Linked DNA regions of Ovis aries: region 1 is linked to region 2. Evidence: chromatin contacts called from public Hi-C data. All regions are on one chromosome and are shown on one strand. Each heading gives the region's core, a stretch centred on a gene start, on an enhancer-like site or on the middle of the called end of the contact. The rest is flanking DNA. Distances are from core to core; before and after follow the strand shown.

What was found. Hi-C and Micro-C count contacts between places; a contact is called where the count stands out from the background.
Region 1: a contact with region 2 is called in a Hi-C map of liver, with 5 times the contacts expected there. The contact joins two enhancer-like sites. A contact is called at or near these places in 7 of 16 Hi-C or Micro-C datasets (blood, hypothalamus, liver and 3 more).

The regions. Positions count from the first base shown.
Region 1 is chr3:219,606,232-219,612,686 of ARS-UI_Ramb_v3.0, reverse strand. It overlaps PACSIN2 (protein kinase C and casein kinase substrate in neurons 2), which reads left to right. Exons shown (of 10, transcript XM_060414287.1): 10 at 329-2,095. The coding sequence ends at 441. Among named protein-coding and RNA genes, the nearest start is that of ARFGAP3, 15 kb to the right of the region's middle. Within about 2 kb of position 3,841, at least 8 of the 54 cell types and tissues checked have an H3K27ac peak or open chromatin away from gene starts, as enhancers often do. A contact at or near this core is called in liver, where this site is marked.
Region 2 is chr3:219,436,804-219,443,223 of ARS-UI_Ramb_v3.0, reverse strand. No RefSeq gene overlaps it. Among named protein-coding and RNA genes, the nearest start is that of POLDIP3, 45 kb to the right of the region's middle. Within about 2 kb of position 2,628, at least 6 of the 54 cell types and tissues checked have an H3K27ac peak or open chromatin away from gene starts, as enhancers often do. A contact at or near this core is called in liver, where this site is marked.

The DNA.
Region 1 (6,455 bases), core at 2,592-5,091, 170 kb before region 2:
GGGGGAAGGGCTGCGGGGGTGGCACAGACCCTGCGGGACAGGGCCTCGGACCTGCCTGGAGCAGTCAGAGGGCAAAATCCTGCAGTCTCTGCAGGAGCTTCTCGGGCAACTGAGACTGGCATGCTTGAGGGGCACTGTATGAGAGATGGGGGTCTTTAATCTCTCAGAGCCACCCCCCACTGGATACACAACTTCAGACACGACTTAGTAGAGAAAGAGCCAGGCCCTCATCCTGCCAGGAGAATGCCTGCGCCTCCCACCCACATTAGAGACCCTCAGTGGGCCCAGGGTGAGGGCTCACCAAGACCACTCCCTTTTTGTCTTGCAGGGGACGAGCTGACCAAGATAGAGGATGAAGATGAGCAGGGCTGGTGCAAGGGGCGCTTGGACAGCGGACAGGTCGGCCTGTACCCTGCGAATTACGTCGAAGCGATCCAGTGACAGGCCGGTGGGCTGGCTGATGGAGGGACGGAGCGGAGGTCCAGCAGCTCTGTTAGCCGTTGGCCCCAGGCAGCGGCCCCTCCAGCCAGCCGTGTGGGCATCCACTCCTCTTCCTGCAAAAGATGATGGGTCCATTGCTCTTGGCTTTATGGTGTCTCTTGAAGGCAGACAAGCTGGTCATTTCACCTGGAACTCGGCCCCCTTTCCACAGTGCAGATGGAGAGAGCCGATCACAGGAAGCTGCAGGACAACAGGAATCACCGCCCCCCGCCCACCGCCCCCACGCTGTGTGTTGGCTTATTATGGATCCGTGTATTCTTGACCTTGTCTTTCCTCCTCTCCTCCACATTGATGGTAATGGTGGGATCCACTAATCCTTGCTCCACTGATTCCTTTCTATGACAAGCCCCATCACCTGCTAGAACTTAAATGAACAAACTTACATGCCATTTTCTGAGTGAACACTCTTAGGTTTTTAATTTAAAGGCTGTGTACAGTTACTTTTTTATATTCCCATTCTTGCGTTCATTTATACTTAAATTATGACATAGGTCAATGTCCCCCAGTAGTCTTGAGGCAGTGTCTCTGTTTCCATGCTGTTCTGTGAATCACCCATGCCACTGCCTGGGGCGAGAGCCAGCAGCCTGAACAGTCCATGTTTGAGGCAAGAGATTGCAGTGGAAAGATAGGAACACGTGGTTGGGTTTCCAAGCTGAATGCTGTCTGCATTTGGGGTGTCCAAATGTGAGTTTTGCCAATAACCTTATGTAGTCCTCTCTAAAGTCGCCATATTTAAAATCTATTTTCACTCTGTGCTTAAAGCTTTACTCTTGCAAATTAACAATTTTATCAGTGATTTTTGAAAGGTTAAAATGTAAGACTAACGTTTCAAGTGAACGCATCTAAAGTTAAGATGCTCTATATTAGACTGTCACGTCTTGGTGTATATCTGTATATACTATTTGATATTCAGAGAATCTAAAGAGCTCGTCTACTGTGTTCATGAGATTGAATGGCTTTTGACAGTGGCTTCAATTTGTAAACTGCTTGAAGACCATCCGGGCGTAGGCCTGGCTGGTTGGCTGGGCCCAGCGGAGCCTGCTGTTGGGAAGTCTTTCCTCGCTGGCAAGCTGGGAGCCCAGTGTCCTCAGCCCAGCTAGCCTTCGTCCTCTGTAGCAGACACTGTACAAAACTCCCGCGTCTTTGCAGGCAGCTGCAGATCTCACTGTCATCCGCGTTCCTCGTGAGCCAAGAAAAGCTGGGTCTCACCCCACAGCACAAGGGTCTCTTCTGAGCACCCTGCAGCCATCAGGGAGCCGACGGGCTGGGGCAGGAAGCTGCCCTGTAACCACGGGGCCGGCGAGGGAGGGCAAACCTTTCCTCTGTGTGACTCGGACATGGGAGAAATGGCTGCCGCCATCACAAGCTATGCATTTTACTCAGTGTTCCCAGTGAGCTCGATAGCTCGCTTGAAAGTGGATGTGTGTCTGTCTGTCCTGAGGATGCGTGTCTATCTGTCCTGGAAACTTACCAGCAGAATCCTCATTCCTTTGCTACAGATGTACCAAAAATTGTCAAGTCTTTTCAGTTTAGGAGTTTCTTTAAACGTATAGTATTTTAGAAAAAAAAAATCAATAAACAGTTGATCTCGTGATTATGACCATCTGTGTGCCTCCCACTCACACCAGCTGGTGGACGTGTCTTCACCGGCGTCTGGAGCCAGGCAAGACCCCAGGTGCAAGAGCACTGCCCAGGACCCGTGTCCCCGCCCCACTGTCCCTGCCAAGCTAGAGGCCAGGGAGTCGAGGCACCTCAGGGTGCTTCCCTCCCTCCAACCTGCTTCTGTGTGGCCTTGGTGCCCCCAGCATGGGCAGCAGGCTGGCACTTCCCTCCGCCTCCCCGGGGCCCAGACAGCAAGACCAGACCAGAGACCACTCATGGCCCCAGCTGCTTCGAAAACGTCCTGAGCACCTGCTGTGTGTCAGGCCCACTTCACTGGCATCGTCTGCAAAGAACTTGCCCAGCTCCAAACACGCTGCAAGTGAGGTGGGCCCTGCTCTCTGCTTCTGAGGAGGTGCTGAGCCCATCGAGGCTGCCCGCTGCCCCGGCAGTCTCTGTGAGACAACCGGGGTCAGGGCAGGCTCCCAGTCCCATGGCCTGAGCTGGGCCGGCCAGTCTGGGCACTCTGTGAGCTCATGTACTGCCGTGCCAGCCCACTGGGGGGTCTGCAGTCCCCACTTTACAGAAGACACCCCATCTGGAAACAAGTCCAGCACCCTGCCCAAGGTCCTACGACAGAACCGCAGTTCAAACCTGCGTCTGCAGGATTCATGAGGGCGAGCCCGTTCTTGCTTCCTCCATTGGTGGATAAAGAACAGGGTGGCTGAGCAGGAGGAACCCTCAAGAGTTGGGGTGAAACAACCTCTTTTCTCTGCTTCCTGTGCCCCCTAGAGCTCCTGCAAGGAATCCTCAGGGGTCCTTGCTGCCTGCTACCCTCTCCTGTCCTGGCCCTCAGGGCAAGCTGGAAACCTTCACCCACCCCTGGGCCTCATCCTCTCCAAGCCATAGCAATGCCTGCCTCCCATGAAGGTTAGACTCAGAGTCACAGGCCACAGGTGCCTGGCACCATGTCCCCTGACCCCAGTCAGGACCCCCTGGCATCCTTGGCTGTCCCTCCCTCACCCTCCATGCTGGGCCACTAGGTCCCCTTTGCCTCTGTCTTCCCCAGCCCCATTGCCACTGCCCCTTCTCCCCCCTAGACCATGGCTGCATCCACACCACCCCCAGGGGACCCTCAGCAGCCCACCCCAGTCCCCTCAGCACGTGGGGGGTGGTATTTCATCTCTCCAAGCCCCCCTGGTCATGCTCAGAGGGCAAATGATCTCGATCTAGTGAGCCAGGCAGCCGCCCCCTGTGCCCCTTACCAGCCCCTTCCCCAGACGCCTGCAGGAGGTCTATGCCCCTCTCAGGGGTTTTCCCTCAGCTGGGCCGGCCTTGACCCCTGGGCTGACTTGTCTCTGGAGGGAGTGAGCAGAAGGCATGGGGGGCGGGGCACAGCACCTTAATGGACAGACCTGGGGCTGCCTTGCGGGGGAGACTGAGGGGAACAAGCTGCTGAGGTCTGAGGCTCATCCCCCACCAGGCAGGGCCACTGCCAAGCACAGGGCCAGAGGATCCAGGCTGACTCCGCACTCCTGAGGGACAGGCAGCTTCTCAGCCTGCTTTCGCAACCAGCCTTGGGCTAAACACCAATCAGCTACATGCCAGGCCCTGTGCTGAGCACCCCTCCCTGCAAAGGACCATAGAAACCTCCTCACGACAATGAGCCCCATTTTATAGACCAGAGAGCTTGAGTGGCTTGCATCACACCACACAGCAAGTCAGGGACAGACGTGGGGCCCAAACTCCAGTGCCCGGCTCCAAAGGGCGCTTGTTCTCAAACATCCAGAGGGCTTGTTACAGCCCGCTTGCCGGGCCACATTCCAGAGTTTCTGAGGCCCAGAGTCTGCATATCTAACAAGTCCCCAGGGGATGCTGACCTGGGGCCACACTCTGAGCAAGACAGCTGCCCTAAGTACCCGTATCCTTGTGCTCCAGTGATTTGTTCATACAACCAGCAGATGCTCCTAAGCTAGCTCTAGGCCACAGGAGCTGGGCCCTGGGGACCTAGAGATCAATCAGCCACAGTCCAGGCCAAGGAGGCAGGGACAGTATGGACAAAGAGAGGGGACTTCCCTGGTGGTCCAGCGGTTAAGGACCTGCCTTGCAATGCAGCGAACGTCAGTTTGACCCCTGGTTGGGGAACTAAGGGCTTCCCGGGTGGCTCAGCTGGTAAAGACTCTGCCTGCAATGCGAGAGACCTGGGTTCGATCCCTGGATTGGGAAGATCTCCTGAAGAAGGGAAAGGCTACCCACTTCAGTATCCTGGCCTGGAGAATTCCAGGGACTGTATAGTCCATGGGATTGCAAAGAGTCAAACACGACTGAGCGATTTTCACTTTCACTTTGCGGAATTAAGATCCCATATACAACGGGGCCACTAAGCACATGTACCACAACTGCTGAGCCCAAGAGCCACAACTGGAAGATCCGTGCGCCCCAATGGAAGATCCCCATGATGCAACTAAGACCCAACGCAGCCAAATAAACAAATAAGGTATCTTCTTTTTATGTTAAAAATTGTTCTAAAAAAGAGAGCAAGCCCAGGGAGCAAGGGACACTAGGCCAGCGTGACCTCCCATCCCTGGCAAGGGGCAGGAAGGGCTCGGTGGCAGCCGGGTAGTGGAGAGAGAGGTGCCCCCCAGGGTCGATGGGCACCTTGAGTCCGCAGGCAAGTCCCTTCATATCTCTGACCCTCAGTTTCCTCGTCTGGAAAGTGGGGAAATGGTTCCCATCTTTTCTTTTTCATCATCAGCTGGGGTCAACAGTGTGAAAGGGCTTGTTAAAACACACAGATATACGGCTCCACTTTATGAAAGTGGTCTCACCCCCAAATATATCCCAACTCAAGCGGATAATAACCAAAGTATACAGACCCCTGATGGAGATGCCAGATCCTCCCCAACCAGACGCTGGGCACGAATGCTTCCTCCAAGCCATATATTCATTCATATACGAAACTGTATATAAGAAGGCTGGACTTTCCACCCCAAAATCTGATGAAATATTTTTTTCTTCTCTGAAACCTAAAGTCTTAAAAAGGTGACAAGTTGAAGCCAGTGGTCAAGAGCATGGACTGTGAGGTCATATTCCCTGCACTCAAACTTGACTCTGATTGTGGGACCTTAACTAGTTATGTTACATTGAACAAAATACTTAATTTCTCTGAGCCTTGGTTTGCTCGTCAATCAATGACAATAGTATTCTGGGGTTTTTTGGTTATTTAAAATGGTAATAGTAAACATTTGTATTTCACTCTATGCCAGAACTTGTTCTAAACTTTTTGACATCTATTAACATTTAACACAGCAACACTCTGAACTACGTATTGTTATTCCTGTTTTCATAGGTGAGGAACCTGAAGCACAGAGAGGTTAGCTAACTCGCCCAAGGTGCAACAGCTACCAAGGCTCAGACGTGGGTGGTGCAGTGCCGTCTCTGCCCACTAGGTGGCGCTGTTGGACTACGAGAGCGCCGGCCTCGGCCGGTGAGGGCGTGCCTGCCCCCAGGGCCGCTCATCTGCAGTTACCTAGCAGGATGCGAGTCATCCCGAATCAGAGCCACCGGACCTGAGAGGACCCCCTGTGTACTCTGGACACCACGTTGTCACTGCTGGCGTCAAGTTCATTGGTTCAGGGATGGCGCCTTACCTTCTCTCAAGCCCCAGTGCTTGCGGAACTAAAAACCGAAAAGAAATCAATCTTGAACCATCCAATAAAACCCAGAGTACACTGTTTTAGACTTCTTCTTTGAATCCTCTGTGGGAAAGGCTAAGAAATGAGTGAAGGAAGGGACAGATGAACTGCATAAATAACATCATTCTCTGGAGATTTCCCAGGTGATAGCTCAGTTGGTAAAGAATCAGCCTGCAATGCGGGAGACCTGGGTTCGAACCCTGGGTTGGGAAGATCCGCTGGAGAAGGGATAGGCTACCCACTCCAATATTCTGGCCTGGAGCCAAGAGTTGGACACGAATGAGTGACTTTTAAGGTTCCGCATTCCCAATCCAGGGAGCCTACATTCAAGCCCTGGTCAGGGAACCAGATCCCACGTGCCGCAACTAAGACCCAGCACAGTCAAACACATAAATAAATACTTTTTAAATTAAAGTAATAATAATAACATCACTATCTGAGGAAAGGATAACTAACACCCTGGCTTGGTGAGCAGGCTACAGCCGTGACACGCAGTGCGGCAACTGAAGGCCACAGAAACCCGAGTGCCTGGCCCAGAGGCCTGAGAACAGACAGCCCCCAGCTCGTGGCATTTGGTCAACAAGGGGCAGCTGACTGCAAGCGAACCATGTGCAGCTTATCGGCCACTTCCCCGTCAGGATAGCCAGGCTGCTTCTGCCC
Region 2 (6,420 bases), core at 1,379-3,878:
CATTTTAGTGCTGAATAATATTCCGCTTTATGGGTGTATATTTCACTATCCATTCACCTATGGAAGGACATCATGGCTGCCTTTTTAGGTTTTAGCAATTATGAAAACATTATGAAAGTAATCATTTAATATTAATAAATTATGAAATCATAAAACTGCTATACATATCCATGTACAGGTTTTTGTGTGGACATAAGTTTTCAAGTCCTTTGAGTAAATACCTTGGAGTGTGATTGCTGGGGCTGCTTTGCATCTCCACCAGCAATGAATGAGACTTCCTGTTGCTCCACCTCCACATCGGTATTTGGAGCTGTGGGCTTTGTTTTGTTTTTCTGTTTCCTTGGATCTTAGCCATTTGGATTTTAATAGGTATGTAGTGGTATCTCACTATTTTAATTTGCAATTGCCTAAACTGAGCGACTGAGCTGAACTGAGCATGTATTGTATTGGCCATCTTTTCCTCTGCTTATGTGCTATATGTATACGTCTTTGGTGATGTGTCTGCCTAGATCTTTAAACCATTTTAAACTGGGTCATTCTTTTTTTTTTCTCATTGCTGAGTTAGAAGTGTTCTTTGTATATTTCGCATATAAGTTATCAGATATGTGTTTTTCAAATATTTTCTCCCAGTGTCTGACTTGTCTGTTTATTCCCTTGATGGAGTTCTACTTTGAAAAGCCCCTGGTGGCTCAGTGGTACAGAATTCGCCTGTCCATGCAAGAGACAGGGGTTCAGTTTCTGATCTGGGAAGATTTCACATGCCGTGGAGCAACTAAGCCCGTGAACCACAACCATTCAGCCTGTGCTCTCGAGCTCAGGGGCTGCAACTACTAAGGCCACACGCCCTAGAGCCCCCACCCCACAAGAAAAGCCACCACAGTGAGAACCTCAAAGAAGAGTGGCCCCCACTCGCCACAACTAGAGAAAACCCATGCACAGCAACAGACACCCACCACAGTAAAAGAAAAACATATCTTAAAAAAAAAAAACCCAAACGCCGAGACTTCCCTGGTGATCGAGTGGCTAGACTTCATGCTCCCAATGCTGCCTGAGTTCAGTCGCTGATCAGGGATCTAGATCCCATATGCCAAAACTAAGGCCCAGTGCAGTCACATAAATAAATAGTAAAGAAAAAAGAAGCCCATTGTTGGCCCTGCCTCTGCCTTAGCCTCTAATCCAGCTTCTATCAGTAGTAAGGATATATTGATCCCTGACTTCCTTGTCTTCCTCTCAGTGGATCTGAACCTTTGCAGGAGAAAAGGGTCGCTGTATTAAGCCCCTACTTCCACAAGTGTTGTAATGAAGATTGAATGCTTTTGTTAACAGGGCCTGAAACATATTAAGTGCTCAACTGCTGTGGAAAATTACAATAACAAGCACCGCATCTTTTAACAGCGAATAGAGTCAGTCCTTCCCTTCCTCATTACTCTTCCTTTTCAGAATTTTCCTAGCTATTTTCATTTACTCTTCTAGGTGAGTCATTTGACTAGTTTTTAAATATCCTATTTAGATTTTTTAAATGAGTAAGTGATTCAGGAAAAGGAAAAGGGCATTTAAACAATGTTGATTAGATTTCTCATTCAAGAATAAAGGCTGTCTTTTTATTTAAGTCTTTCTTCACATAGGACTTACACAGTCCTTACCTGGGGTTATCCAGGGGGGTGGTGGTGAAGGAGGAAACAGAACAGGCTCCCTCTTGAAAGCAGGACTCCAGCTTGGGCCAGACTGTGGACTTTGAGCTATATGCCCAGTATCCATGGAAACGACTTACCAACGGGAAAACCAGAACCCCCCCTCTCTCCTGCAACATGGAAGAGCCCCAGGGCTCATACCTAGACTCTCTGTCACCTATAAGAATACCCTAATTATCTGCGTAACTGAATAGAATCATACATTCTATTATGCTTATTGGGGTATGACCACAGGCCTATTGATAATTGTCCACTGTTAACTACCTGGGCTTAAGGCATGTGAATCACAGGTTAACTTTGTATCTTTCTTTTCCTTTGTTCAGATTAGTTTCAGGGAATTTGGGGAGGTGGGTTTGGGCACGTACACTTAGGGTATATAAGCTTTTCACAAAAACTGGGGTCCTTGGCTAAGAGGAGACTCTGCCTTGGGCCCGCCAGTGTAATAAACTGCACTCGCTCTCTGCATTGTCCTTCTGAGTGAGTTTGTTTCCCTGAACACGTGGCTACAACAGTGTCAGGGGTGTTAGTATTCCAGCCTTCTGCAGACTTTCTGGGACCTGAAAGGTCACCTTTTTCGTCCTGTCCACACCAGTGAAAACACGGTGTCAGGGGGCGGGGAGGGATAGCCAATTATCTGATGACCTCCTGGGATTGAATCCCACTTTACAAGTGACAAAACTGAGAATTCCAGTGGGCTGCCTAAGACCCACAGCAGGTAAGAGGTGGAGGGATTCAGATGGGGTTGCCTGTGGCTGTTCGACCTGGGAAGGGAGGGCAATGCTGGTTTCCTCGCCTTTATTTTTAGGATTTTCTGTCATTCTCATATTGTCCACCTGGGGGCGCCGGATAACAAGGTTGAGAAAGGAGCTTGCAGAGAGCTCTGGGCACCCCCTGTTCCCTCTTGCTTCCGCTCACCAGCTCCTCCTCCACGCCGCCTGCCCAGACGCCCCAGGTGACATCTTTTGCTCGCCCTCCCCAGCCGTGAATGCGAGAGGCCTGGCCTGTGCTGCTCAAGGTCACACATCAAGACGCGGGCGGTCTAGCTCTATCACTGGGCTCTCAACGGGCCAGCCAGGCCTTGGGCCCTGCCCCCTCACCTCCTGCACCACCAGAACTCCTTTTTCTTCTCCCCTTTTCTCCTGCCGTTCCTTCTCCATCTTTGCCTTAAAGCCGAGGCCCCACACAGGTGGCCTCCCGTGGCTGCCTGGCCTTCCCTCCTCCTTGGTGCCCCCTCTGCCATCTCCCTCTGCCACCCCTGTTTCTGGGCCTGCACCCCATCCCTGCAGCTCCCGAAGGCAGGCCCGCAGGGGCCGCCATGCAGTGTGCAGGGCACACCAACAGCACGAGGTCCCCTGGGGTAGAGAAGTGTTTTCCCACAGGACAGGGCTCTGCAGGACCATACCTCAGGGGGGCTGCCCTGGGGTCCTCTGCCCCTGGCATTCCCGGCAGGGAAGGACTATGGGACTTGACTTTCTATTAACCAGACCCCAGGCAACTGACCAAGAACCCAGAGCGGCCAGGTCTTAGTCTACAGAGAGGACACACCTTAGTTTACACAGAGGGACTCACCTGAGTGGGGGCGTGTCCCACTGGGGCCAGGGGGTCCTTGAGTCAGAATCTAAACTGTGTATTAAAAAGCAGAAACATCACCTTGCTAGCAAAGGTCCGTATAATCAAAGCTATGGTTTTTCCAGTGGCTATGGATGGATGTGAGAGTTGGACTGTGAAGAAAGCTGAGCGCCGAAGAACTGATGCTTTTGAACTGTAGTGTTGGAGAAGACTCTTGAGGGTCCCTTGGACTGCAAGGAGATCCAACCAGTCCATCCTAAAGGAGATCAGTCCTGGGTGTTCATTGGAAGGACTGATGCTGGAGCTGAAACTCCAATACTTTGGCCACCTGATGCGAAGAACTGACTCATTGGAAAAGACCCTAATGCTGGGAAAGATTGAGGGCAGGAGGAGAAGGAGACGACAGAGGATGAGATGGTTGGTTGGCATCACCGACTCAATGGACATGGGTTTGAGCCAACTCTGGGAGATGGTGAAGGACAGGGAGGCCTGGCATGCTGCAATCCGTGGGGTCGCAAGGAGTCAGACACGACTGAGTGATTGATGGACAGGGAAGCCTGGCGTGCTGCAGTCCGTGGGGTCGCAAAGAATCAGACACGACTGAGCAACTGAACAACCACAAGGTGTGGCAGGCATTCACTAATGTGGACTGTCAAGGAGAGAAAGCGCCCGCCTTTTCAAGTCTCTTTCCCACCTTTTCTGTGGAGAAGAGAGCTCAGTTCAGGGCAAGGACACCTGGCCGCCTCTGAGCACCTTCTGTCGAGAGGACAGTGAGCCCCCATCGGGCCTCTGGTCATCCCAGCGCACAGCTAGAATGTGGTCCCATAATCTCCACTGTGCTTATCTTTATGGTTACTTTCTATTTCTGACAAGAGATCCTTGTCCTCTACTAGTGATGACATAGTTTCTTTTATAAGGAAAAAGTCAGTCAGTTCAGTTGCTCAGTCGAGTCCAGCTCCTTGCGACCCCATGAACCTCAGCACGCCAGGCCTCCCCGTCCATCACCAACTCCCAGAGTCCACCCACATCCATGTACATCGAGTTGATGATGCCATCCAACCATCTCATCCTCTGTTGTCTCCTTCTCCTCCTGCCCTCAATCTTTCTCAGCATCAGGGTTTTTTCCAATGAGTCAGTTCTTCACATGAGGTGGCCAAAGTAGTGGAGTTTCAGCTTTAGCATCAATCCTTCCAGAGAACACCCAGGACTGATCTCCTTTAGAATGGACTGGTTGGACCTCCTTGCAGTCCAAGGGACTCTCAAGAGCCTTCTCCAACAGCACAGTTCAAAAGCATCAATTCTTCAGCACTCAGCTTTCTTTATAGTCCAACTCTCACCTCCATACATGACCACAGGAAAAACCATAGCCTTGATTAGATGGACCTTTGTTGGCAAAGTAATGTCTCTGCTTTTTAATATGCTGTCTAGGTTGGTCATAACTTTTCCTTCCAAGGAGTAAGCTTCTTTTAATTTCATGGCTGCAGTCACCAACCATCTGCAGTGATTTTGGAACCCAGAAAATTAAAGTCAGCCACTTTTCCACTGTTTCCCCATCTATATGCCATGAAGGAAAAAAGCGAATGGATTTAAGGACTTAACAGAGGAGGTGGAGCTCAAGGGAGCAAACCTGTCACCAGCCCTGGGATGGCTGGGGTTTGGGAAATCCAAGGCATGCTCTTCTGAGCCTCCCAACCACCAGGTAGGTGGTGTCATCCCCTTGCACGGATGAGGAGACTGAGGCCCGGAGCAGGGAAGTGACTGTGACAGTGAAAGTCCTTTGGGTGGGAGTGTGCTCCCCTCTTTCCCCCACTGCCACACCTGGCATCCCAGAGCCTGGGCCCCTTCTCATGGTGCCAGGAGCCCACACCTTGGCTGGTGCCTAGGCTTGGGGGCTGGGATGGCAAAGCCCTGGGGCGTCGAGGGCCTGAGCAGCAGTTCTGTTACCAAAGCCCTGGGCTCCTGAGAGGTACCCCTGGTGGAGGAGGGAGCACAGACCCACGAGAGAGGTGTGTCCCACAGAGGATGCGTGTGTATCATTGTCTCCATGCTGCAGTGGGGGAAACAGACTCCAGCCTGGCCACGCAGCCAGTGCGTGGAGAGGGCGGGCCTTGAAGCCGGGTCTGTTGGACGCCAGACCTGAGTTCTTTCCTGTGCCCAAGCCCCAGCTGTACTGAGGCTCTGAATCCTGGAGACCATGTCCTGGGGGACCCAAACCCCTGGGCTTTCTCTAGACTCATTTCTAAATTTTTTTAAAAATTTTATTTCGTTATTTATTTATTTTTGGTTGGGCTGCGCACGGGCTTTCTCTAGTTGTGGCGAGTAGGGTCTGCTCTTCGTCGCGGTGCGACGGTGGCCTGGGCTGTGGGTAAGCGGGCTCCAGTAGCTGCAGCCCTTGGGCTCAGTAGTGGCGCATGGGCTTAGTTAGGTGGGATCCTCCCGGACCAGGAATCGAACCCGTGCCCTCTGCACCGGCAGGTGGATTCTCAACCACTGGACCACCAGGAAAGCCTGGACTCATTTCTTTATGCCCTGCTTGTCCCCATGGGCTTGGGGCCAGACCCAGAAGCATAAAGAGCCCCGAAATCCAGTCCACACACTGGCCGTGGGGCCACTTCTGCCCCGCTGTGGGCATGTCATGGCCTCCGGGAAATGGGGCTGTTAACTCTGCCTGGAGCCCGCCCAGGGCTGCAGTGGGGGCCCAGGGACATGGTAGGCAAGCTGAGACTGAAGCCCGGCCCTCGCCGAGCTCCTCCCCTCTCCCGGACCTTGGGTGTCTCCCGTCCATCTCCCCACACAGGATGCCGTCATGTGGTCAGGCTCCCTCTTCTCCCTGGTGGGACAGTTATGGTCAGTTAGTGAAGGAGCTCGTGGACTCAGAGGCGCATGCGTGCCTTAAGCAGCTTGCCTTAACTGCTGTGAGAGGACATCCCCTCAGAATTTGCTGATGAGGAGCCCAGACGTCTCTGGAGGTTGGAGCTGCTGCCTGGAAACAGGCCCTTGCTTTTGCCCTAACCCACCCCCACCCAGTGGGCCTCCCTGGTGACTCCGTGGCCGAGAATCTGCCTGCCAGCGGAGGAGATGCGGGTTCAATCCCTGGGTCAGGAAAGTCCCCTAGAGAAGGAAACGATAACCCATTCCACTATTCTTGTCTGGGAAATCC